Regions from separate parts of the Tachysurus vachellii genome. Here region 1 is linked to region 2. The links are chromatin contacts, called in public Hi-C maps. All regions are on one chromosome and are shown on one strand. Each heading gives the region's core, a stretch centred on a gene start, on an enhancer-like site or on the middle of the called end of the contact. The rest is flanking DNA. Distances are from core to core; before and after follow the strand shown. Region 1 holds the start of eno4 (enolase 4). Region 2 holds the start of LOC132852018 (cytosolic phospholipase A2 delta-like).

Region 1 (5,669 bases), core at 1,980-4,479, 150 kb before region 2:
TGTGTTTAAAAGCGTAAAACCCTGCGCGTAATATCATTTATTTCACTTGTTTGCGCCGTGAAGATTATCTTTGGTCTGTTTTGTCCGATCTTATTATAAGTGCAGAGTAACGTTGGCATGCGCTCCAATAAGCATGTGCGTTGGCATGACGTCACGCCCGCTAGGTAACTTTCTGGCCCGGTGCGCGTGACCTCCCCGTGATCCCCGGGAGATTAAATCTGAGCAACTCGGCTTTCTCTAAACGAATTTTAACTTATGTTTCGTTAATGTGAGAGTTAAAGATGCGCGTACAGCTGCAGAACCAAGAGGAAACAAATATTAAAATAGATTCACTTGTAAATAAATGTTGAAATAATAATTACACCTCAGGAAATGTGAATGCATATTGTTCCACAATATTATTAAATACTGCACACTTGTTTTTGGATTATTCTTATTACAGCCCATCCTGTTTAAATAAGTTAATAAATAAACTGCTATTTTATTTCTGTAGTTACACTGATAGTTGTAGTCAAATTACAGCGAGTTCAGTATTTTAATCTGGCACAAGTGGAGAAAATAGTACACTGAAAAAAAAGGGAAATCTTGGGGACTCCATAGACTAGAGCTTTATTTGTTTATTTATCACTAGATATTCACAAGCATATTCAGTTATTCCAGATATCAAATATGCCCGAAATTTCCATAGCATTAATAACAAAAATAACACTTTTACTGTGCAATAAAAACAGGTAAATAAACCCTGAGTGAATAATAAAATAAATCATTATAAAAAATATATATATTTCATATTTTATTATTTCTAAAATGTACAAAATATTATTTATTTATTCATATTAATTATTTAATATTTTTTAAAATAGAAAACCATCTGTTATTACATATTATACAGTTTATAAAATAATATTAAATTGTTGAGAGATGGGTGTTTTATTAAAGTAAAATAAAATACTGGGCCTTACTTCATCAGCGTCTCATGGAATTAAAACTATAAAAGTCTTTGGATCGCAGGGGTCTTTAATATCAGAGTGTTGGGATAAAAACATGGACACGTAAATTTTGGGGTCCTGACATGTGACTTGTTCAAAAATAAATAAATATCCCGAAGTCTAATAGGCTATTAAAACAGATCTATATCTATATGGGGAGATAAAAAAAAAACCTATTTAAAAAACATGAATTAATTAATTATTTATGAATTAAAAAATCCATTCGCTCATTTATTCATTCATCAATTCATTCATTCATTTATTCATCAATTCATTCCTCAATTCATTCATTCATACGTGCCTTCCGTTAATATGGATATTCGCCCGTCCTTCATTGTAGTTTTTTTTTTAATCTGAGTTAGGACAAATTGGACAGACTCGAGGTTGCTAAATCTGTGTTTTGCGTCAGGTCTGAAATTATGTTTTCTTTTCTTTGAAGAGAATGTAGTCAAAAAAATAACACGATTTTGCACTTTCTCGGCCGTTTTTTAGCCAGTGGTCTAAAATCCAAAGAAATGTTCATTTAATTATTCAGATAAATAAAACCAAGCGCCAGTGTGTATGTGTGGAGAGCGAGAGAGAGAGAGAGAGAGAGAGAGAGAGAGAGAGAGAGAGAGAGAGAGAGAGAGAGAGAGAGAGAGAGATTGTATCTGATTGCATCCTCACAATGTCAACATGAACACAACAGGACTGTTGATCGTAGCCTAAAGCCGTGGAGCGACATTCTGTACTAAAGTCTTATTAAGGAAGGGAGACATAATGCGTACAAACGTGAAATCACGTGACCTGTAATAACGCTGTCAGTTGATGCCCGAGCTAACGAATTATCATTGAGAAAAATCAGTATACTAATAATAAATAAAAGATTTATTGGTTACAGGACTAATGAAAATAACTAATTGTAGCTATAATGCTTGTAGGCTGTCTACACAGTGTGGGCTGTAACTATTTCTTTTATTTCTTATTATTTCTTTTATAATTCTTTTATTTTTGTTCTATTCATTCAGAAGTAGATTTTTCCTTTTTAATTTGAAAGTCTATGTAAGTCTATCTTTGCATATTATTATTATTATTATTATTATTATTATTATTATTATTATTATTATTTCTTCTTCTTCTTCTTCTTCTTCTTCTTCTTCTTCTTCTTCTTCTTCTTCTTCTTATTATTATTATTATTATTATTCGAAATTGTCCTTCAGTGCATATGTTTTTATTTATAATTATTTAATTTCCTTTTATGTCCTTTGCATGTAAACAATTATGTTGAATCTATTTATTTTTGTTTTCGTGCTTTAATTAATATATATTGCAGTAATGTTATAGTTTATTCGTTTTTTTTCTAACATTTGCTGCGAACCGAATGAATAAACAATCTATTCAGCTTCATATAGTAAATTTTCATAGTTTTGTAAACAGACTAGAAATGATCCCAAAATTTGACGCCCTGTTTTATTCTTTACTCGGTCTTCCTCAGTTTCTAGTTTATACATCCAATTTTTTATTTTCTTTTTAATTAAAAGTCTCCTGACTACTTACTTAAACAGCCTGTGTATTTATATACAACTTGGGAAAAGAAATAAACAAATGTTATACATAATAATAATAATAATAATAATAATAATAATAATAATAATAATAATAATAATAATGGAAATTTATTTATCAACTCAAGGTTTATTTGAACTGAAATGTAACCTTTGTTTTATTTAAACGACACGCGACGAGTTTTTGTTGTAAAATATTTGAACACATTCATTAGGATGAATTCATCGAAACCAATCAGGAGCCATTAGACCGGGTGCGTTGCCATGGAAACAACGTGCACAAACATTAATTAAACAGCCTAATTAAAGTGTTGTTGAATAACACAGGGTTGCTGGTGCCCTTACAAATGACATTGCATGGACTAAAGATGTAGGCTGAGAGCTATTGGAACTCACCATTGCATAAGCCAAAGTGTAATTCAATTAAAAAAGGTTATACTTGCTCCAAACAATTAAAAGTTTATCATCTTTTCGCCAGATTGTATCCGAGGTCGCTATAATATTTGGACCATTTAGTACACCAGTATACAGCGTTCTGGTGGACCCTCGTTAAGTCTCGCGATGTTACAGTAACGCTGAGACGGAGCCGAAATCTCGCGATGTTACATGGAACGTTGCCTAGCAACCATAGTACGTAAACAATCGACGCTTCTTACACAGAGTTGTTGTGAACCGAACTTAGAAACAGCAGCACAATGTCGTTTAAAGGCTTTATAAGCTGTAATAGCAAAATATCAAAGGTGGATAAAGACTTTTATGACTTAAAGAACAAAGCAGCGGAGTTTTACAGAGCAAACGGAGTGCCGGAGAAACTAGAAACTGTTTTAAATCAGATGTTTTTGTCGAAGCCGAATGATGTTTATGGATATCTGGTATGGAAATATATTAGCCTTATCTAATTAAGTCATGCAATAAATAAGACATTATAATTATAATGAAATCTAATTAAAATAATTGCAGGTCATTAAATTGCCTAGTAATGGACTGATGGAAACTTTTTTCATTCAATTATTGTTAACCCAACTTTGTTATCTAGTTACAGTTAAACCTAATTAAATGCATTTTTATCAGTTCTTAAACAAACACAATGACAAAAAAGCTCTGTGGTGTTTATACCTGTAAATCCTCCTTTAGCACCAGTAACGTGTCCCAAACCTTTTCTGTAGTTGTTGTAGTTTCCAGATTTTTCCTTTATACAGATCTGTTAATGTATATAATGTCTGGTATTTCATGGATAAACACACTGCTTTTAGTCTTCCTACAGTATTTCTGTTGGCTCTTATCATGGACATTTCGAAGACAAAACAATCTTCTTCCATTTGTTGTTCTAGGCCAGGGGTGTCCAAACTTTTTGCAAAGAGGGCCAGATTTGGTGAGGTGAAAATGTGTGGGGGCCGACTATTCAGCCTTTGACATTCTTTGAAACATTAATATTAAACCCAAATGAACTATTTAATGATTTTTTTTTATTGAAAAAAGCTTTCACTTTTCAAAAACAAAATGAATTTTAGACAGATTATAAAGATGAAAAGATGCATATTAAAAACTGTGGTTTTGATCATCACATAAAAATAAATTCACAGAGATTTTAGAATTTATTCACCTCAGGTGGCTAAACAAATAACTTGCCTGCACTAATGTGATGGGTGATAATGAGATCTCAACTGTAGTAAATAGGCCAGGTCTGGCTCAAAGAAAGTGGTTTTGATGCGCAAGATGTCACGCAGGTGAGAGTCACTTAGTCTTGTCCTCGCATGGCTCTTGTTAAAGTTCATAACCGAGAATGTTTTCTTGCACAAGTATGTCGAGCCAAACAAGCTCAGCATTTTCTTCTGGTAAAGTATATAAAACAGTGCTGATGGGCCACACATTATTTATTTTATGCCAGAGGCTGCGGGCAAATGGAAATTTCAACTCAAGCCGCAATTGCCACCCGGGCCGGACTTTGGACATGAATGTTCTAGGCTATACAAGGCCTTGTTTAAAAATCCTTACTTCATTTGGACTGATCTGTGTTTATTCTTTTTGTCAGGCAAACTACTTTTCTAGCCTCTCACACACACCTGTGATCAGTGCAGTAGTGGGCAGAGAGGTGTATGATGCCAGGGGAGAAGCAGCATTGCAGGTGGAGGTTTACTGCATCGTCAGGAATGAAGAGAAGGTAGGCTGAAAATCAGCGAGATGAGTGATGAGATTTATCTGTGGAGGTGTTTTCACATGTCTTAGAAAAAGAATATGATAAAGCAAATGTTTTTTCTGCTTTAAAAAACTATTAACATTCCCATTGACATGTACAAGTTTCAAGCCTTCTGTACTCCAAACACACCTGGTCCAGCTCATGAAGCGTTCAGTGAAACAGAAAAAACATTCGCTTTATGCTGTTGTTCTATTGTTGTATATGCTTGTGGTCAAGCATTGGTGTTAATGCTGCTGTACTGGTGCTCAAGCATTGGTGTTGTACTGGTGCATTATTATTAAGACCTGACTTAACTCATGTTTGTTTGTTTCTATGATCTGAATCTGGTGCGTTTATTTGGAACAGAATGACATTTCAGAAAGAAACCAGTAAAATAAACTGCTGTGTGTCACATGAGGTATAAACACAGAGAGAGAAGATAATATGCTCTGTTGAGTGGTAGTGACGAGTGAGACAGCAGTGAGATGGAACACTCAGATAACAATATGTTCTTGATGGTGGTCAGAGAACCTTATTTTTGCATCTCTTAACTCTCTGTTATTCTGTGTAATTTAGTTAGTCTGTAATGCAGTGGTTTCTTGTGTGGATGGAGATGTCACTGGGGCATGGAATGCGGTTGCCAATGGTAACCATCAAGCATCTGTAGAGGTAGCGTTGGAGTGGATCAGAGATCAGCTGAGCCCCATGATGCATGGATCTAACCCCACCCACCAAATACACCTGGACCAACAACTCAGGTAGACACACACGTGGACATGCACAGAAAGTGTGTGAGTAATAACCATCCTAAATTGTGTACGTATGTGTGTGTGTTGCAGCGATTTCTACATGGCTCGTTACCTTGAAGACCAAGATCGCCGTAACAGAGAAAAGAAAGCTGAGGAAGAAGAAACAACAACATCTGACACCAACACCGCTCAAGCACCGGATTCAAGCAAA
Region 2 (6,012 bases), core at 1,684-4,183:
CCTGAGCTGAATGGCCTATCAAAACAAGAGTGTTACTCACACACTCAACAATGAATACAAAAAAAAAAAAAAAAAAAAAAATACCAGATTGCCATCTTGCCATGTTGAACATAATGAAATGTTTGCTCTGGTTTTATCATCATGATATGGTGCAACTCCGTTTACTGCTCTCTGACAATCTCTGACAGATTGTTTGTGAGTAATAAAAGGATCTCTGGCCATTTTCAGACGGAAATGATTTTCTTTTTGAATAGAGGGCATACGTCTGTATTCCCACTCCTTCTGACCTTCACACACACACACACACACACACACACACACAGGCCCTATCGGCAGCCCTTCATTTTCTTGCTGCACACACTCATTGGAAAATCAATACAGACACATCATCTCTCCTCTCTGTGGCTCGACACCTTCTGCTACTCAAAACAGAGGGCCAAATACCTGCAGGAGAAGTGTCAGTGCTCCTCAAACATGGTACCATGACCATGTGTGTGTGTGTGCGTGTGTGTGTGTGTTTGTGGCTTTTGATATTTTGCTTGAGGAATGTCATTCCAGGATTTGACCTTAAACGCATCTCTTATTATAAAGAGCATCTCGAGCACTAAGATGGATGAAGTCGAGGTCATTGCCCTATAGACTAAAATTCAGAAAGGAGGAGAAAATTGCACTGGTGTAGTAAAGAAAGCACTTTTCAGTCAGATCCTAAAAAATATATTTTCATGTACAGCATTTAGCGCATTACGAATCAAACAAGAAAGTAAAGTAAGAGCAAGAGGGGAAAAAAGGAATATATTTAAAAAAGCTGAGAAATAAATCTAAGATAAATCCCTGTTAGAGATGAATTAAAATCATTTCCTAAATGAGAGACATCGATTAGAACAACAAAGCACAGATTGAAAAATTGCTGCACAACTTAAATATGCAAAAACATATACATTCAAGAAAAGCATCTATTCAGTAGATAGATAGATAGATAGATAGATAGATAGATAGATAGATAGATAGATAGATAGATAGATAGATAGATAGATAGATAGATAGATAGATAGATGTAAGGAACCCTTTCAGTTAGAGATTGCATTCACAATTCTACAATTAATTCTATAGTAACTTTCTGGACTTGGATCACTTGCAGTGTGTTAGAAGTTCCTATTCAATCTGACAGGCCATTATTCTGGAAAAAAAATGAAATAAATAAAAATCTCAGCATCTTGCAGCTTATGTTACAGCACCATCACATGGTCATATACTGACATGACACCTTACTTTAAATTTAGAGTAATTTAAGCTTTAACTAAACAAATACCTAAGCAAATTTAAATTAAAATCTTATTTGTCTCATACACAATCATAAAAAGTAGGACATGTAGTGAAACTTTATGACTGTCATTGATGTAAAAATAGCTGATTAGTAGAGAAAAAAAGAATAAAAATGAAGAATTAAAGGAATACAAGTAAGGCACAAAATAGATACGATATAACAAAGAAATATAATCATTTGGTTTATTATTATTATTATAATTATAATAATAATAATAATAATAATAATAATTATTATTATTATTATTATTATTATTAATGTTGTTGTTGTTGTTTTTCTTCTTCTTCTTCTTCTTCTTCTTCTTCTTCTTCTTCTTCTTCTTCTTCTTCTTGTTTTTGTTGTTGTAGTTGTTTTTAATATTCTTCTTCTTCTTCTTCTTCTTCTTCTTCTTCTTCTTCTTCTTCTTCTCCTCCTCCTCTTCTTCTTTTTATTATTAACAATGTTGTTGATATTATTATTATTATTGTTGTTGTTGTTGTTGTTGTTTTTTTTTCTTCTTCTTCTTCTTCTTCTTCTTCTTCTTCTTATTATTATTATTATTATTATTATTATTATTATTATTATTATCTGGCTGAATTATTATTTTATTCAGGCTGCAGACTAAAGAACTAACAGTAGGGCCATAAATGGCACCAGTTAAACCTGTTTGTAAATTAATAATTCAAATTAAACACATAATAAATACAACACATTTCAGAGAATGACCTTGTGTTAATTATAGTAACTAAAGTATCATTTACATTTCCTGTACACTCCTGTCTGGTCGAGCGACAAGCCGAGTGACGGAATCTTCTAAGGTGTGAAACATGTGCCAGAACAAGGCACAAAAACTTTCAGGCAAATCAAACAAGTTAAACTTCTTGCTCTACCAACAAAAAGTCTAAGACTCTGTGACACATAACCTTACTGTGACCTTATTATCTGTTAAACCCTACAGACATTCAACCACTATTACTCTAAGACATTATAAAGTTTATATCCTGTCAAAATATACAGCTAGACCTTTATGGAGTATTAAAGTGAAGAAAACAACAGCAAAAAAGTAAATAAAAATAGAAAATCTAAAAAAAATACACACACAAAACAAAACCTAATTTCACATCAAAACAAAAAAAGAATCTGAAAATAGCATCAAGAAAAAACCCTGTTACTCTGGAGTTTAAAATAGATGCTATATGATAGGATACAATACAATATTATACAATACGTCATACTATATAATACCATGCAGTATTATACCATATTATATGGGAATCGAACCCGGGCCACAGTAATGAGAGCACTGGATCCGGCTGCTGGGTCACCAGGAGGCCTATAATACTATATAATACTAAATAATACTATTGCATACTGTACAATGCTGTATGATACATCTCATTATACAGTACTATATTATTTAATACCATGCAATCCTACAGTATATGATGCTAAACAATATGAAGAATGTGAATATACAGCAATGGAAAAACAGAATAAGAATAACTTCTGCAACAAGCAAAGAAAATACTTATTTATTTTTTTTTTGCCTTATGTAATTCTAGAAGTGTTGCAGCTTGGGGCGTGTTTTCACTGCATTCTGCCATGAGTCATATCAGTAAAACATAAAGCAAACAGTCCTCAGGAATCTCTGTGACATTGACTTGACGTTAACTTGCTATTGTCTTCTTATGCGGGTTTCTTGGTTGGACGACTTAGTCTTCACTTTTCTCTTCGGCAACAGGTACAAATGAAGGTACAGTTCACGTCTTTACTTTTAACCTGAGGTTTTGATACTACTGGTAATATATAAAGGGTAAACCAGGCATGTATGTGCATGTGTGCCTGTATGTTTACATAGAGATTTAAAGCTCAATAACAGACAGAAATCTCCAAGAGCCTGAAGGTAGATTGAAGGTTGCCATTTCTTTCATTTTTAAACTCCAGGTGTTAAGTAAGTCTGCTCTAACATCTTCAAATACGTATATCAATGTAAATATAAGACGTTTAATGCGTTGAATATATTTGCAGCACTTTTATTTAAAAAAAGATTTTTATATAAGCAAACAGAAGCTCAGTTTTAAACTGGGTGGGTGTGGTCCGAGTTGACTGACAGCTCAGATTTAAATGCTTGGGCATTGGTTTCAGGAAGGTTGTTCAACTCTGTTGGCTGTTGGAAAATGTCTTCACATATGATAATCTGTACAGATGAGCATTTTTTTTTTGTTGTTGATGTTTGTTTTTTGTTTGATTAAAGCACAACAAAGCACAACTTGTTGAGTTCAAGCACAACATTTGTGGTAGGAAGAAACGAGTAACGAGAAAGAAAAGCAACAATAGTGAACATACATCCAAGAATCTTGGATTAAAAAATAAACAGTGATTGAAATCACTGAGGGGGGCATGGTGGCTTAGTGGTTAGCACGTTCGCCTCACACCTCCAGGGTTGGGGGTTCGATTCCCGCCTCCACCTTGTGTGTGTGGAGTTTGCATGTTCTCCCCGTGCCTCGGGGGTTTCCTCTGGGTACTCCGGTTTCCTCCCCCGGTCCAAAGACATGCATGGTAAGTTGATTGGCATCTCTGGAAAATTGTCCCTAGTGTGTGATTGCGTGAGTGAATGAGAGTGTGTGTGTGTGTGTGTGTGTGTGTGCCCTGCGATGGGTTGGCACTCCGTCCAGGGTGTATCCTGCCTTGATGCCCGATGACGCCTGAGATAGGCACAGGCTCCCCGTGACCCGAGGTAGTTCGGATAAGCGGTAGAAGATGAATGAATGAAATCACTGAGGCAACAATCAATAAATGAAATTTTATAGAATTATTATAGAGTTGATTATAATTCGTTTAGTATCTTTCGTGGAAGCAAGAATTCATATTTTTTAACTGAAATGTAAAAAACAATACCAGTGGGATTCTTTAACCATTTAAACACTAATATTTAAAATAGTCTTTCTTAAAAGACTGTCGTCATGTCTAACCGTAGCTACATCAGATTCTGATCAAAGATGGTCACTTTTGGATCGGAGGATACTAAAGAGAATCATATCACATCTGATTCAATGTCAAGGTCAAATAGAGGATCAGTAAATCGTACTAGATCATAATTTACACCTCAATGATATCGAAATGAACAATACATGGATATACTGATCATCAGTCCCTGCAGGTCTGATTCATGGAGTTTTCTTTGTAATTGTTGTAGGCAAAATTCTTGATATTCCTTCAATTACTTTTGTGCTTTTTTTGTGCTTTTTTTTTGTGCAAAACTGCAAGCATCGCGCTCTTTTTAAACTGAATTGAAGACACACATGTAATTACTTTCTCTGATAGTTATACACATGAACTGAAGAAGGATGAATGCGTTTCAGTTGTAAATGAAATCACACGAAGCTGCTTGACCCAAATCTTAGTAAAAATAAAATTTGTGACTGTGATAAGTAATGCTTAAGAAGTATTATTAATGCTGCTTGCAAAGCAACATTATTACTATTGTGCCAGACAAAATTTCGGCGCGTAACTTGTCCCGCAGCTTTTGTCCTAGACCCATGAATGACGTGTCAAATCGACCGGTTCATTGAGGAGAGGTGTGCTATGACTTTTATAAGCGATCCGAGTACCGGTACCTCTGGTACCGGGTCTCAAAATTGGCCTTTTTTCCCATAGACTCCCATTATAAACTTTGGAGGTTTATAACTCGGCAAGCTTTCAAACTATCTACACCAAACTCAGCCAGCTCCTTTTAAACTTTTATTAGTGTACCGACTGGCCTTTCGGTTGTGCCACAGCCCCGCCCCCAAAATATGCAAAATCAAAAAACATTTTACAACATGGACATGTGACATATCAAAACACTCAGAACAATGAGGGGAACTTCCTCACATGTATTCTGATAACGTCACGTGATGTCACGTGAAAATAAAAGATTAGCACAACATGGACATGTGACATATCAAAACACTCAGCACAATGAGGAAAACTTCCTCAGGAGTATTCAGATGATGTCACATGCTCATCTCGACTAGCCTCCGGGATTTGCCACGTGCAAGCACCATTCACATTTTCTTCAGGAAATGTACGTTCTAGTTATTATTATTATTACTATTATTAATATTATTCATTCATTCATCTTCTACCGCTTATCCGAACTACCTCGGGTCACGGGGAGCCTGTGCCTATCTCAGGCGCCATTGGGCATCAAGGCAGGACACACCCCGGACGGAGCGCCAACCCATCGCAGGGCACACACACACTCTCATTCACTCACGCAATCACAAACTACGGACAATTTTCCAGAGATGCCAATCAACCTACCATGCATGTCTTTGGACCGGGGGAGGAAACCGGAGTACCCGGAGGAAACCCCCGAGGCACGGGGAGAACATGCAAACTCCACACACACAAGGTGGAGGCGGGAATCGAACCCCGACCCTGGAGGTGTGAGGCGAACGTGCTAACCACTAAGCCACCGTGCCCCCCCATTAATATTATTATTAATATTATTATTATTATTATTATTATAAATAACTCAGATGTATAGTAATTGCTTATAATAAATATTTACTAATAATATTTATAATATTTATAGTTAGTTTTCTTTTCAGTAATATTTTTTGTGTATAGCTGTAATTGTTATCTTACTTGGGGAAAGTCACTTACTTGCATGGACTAGACTTTTACAGCTACTTTTTTTTAGATTGGGGATTTCATTTTTAATT

Evidence for each region. A called contact is a pair of places that touch in the nucleus more often than the background predicts.
Region 1: a Hi-C map of blood shows a contact between it and region 2, with 4 times the contacts expected there. The contact joins the promoter of eno4 here to the promoter of LOC132852018 in region 2. A contact is called at or near these places in 2 of 3 Hi-C or Micro-C datasets (blood and muscle).

What each region holds. Positions count from the first base shown.
Region 1 is chr10:6,173,569-6,179,237 of HZAU_Pvac_v1, reverse strand. It overlaps eno4 (enolase 4), which reads left to right and starts at 3,229. Exons shown (of 13, transcript XM_060879764.1): 1 at 3,229-3,405; 2 at 4,566-4,694; 3 at 5,286-5,467; 4 at 5,549-5,669. The coding sequence starts at 3,229.
Region 2 is chr10:6,024,329-6,030,340 of HZAU_Pvac_v1, reverse strand. It overlaps LOC132852018 (cytosolic phospholipase A2 delta-like), which reads left to right and starts at 2,933. Exons shown (of 20, transcript XM_060879023.1): 1 at 2,933-3,056. The coding sequence starts at 3,051.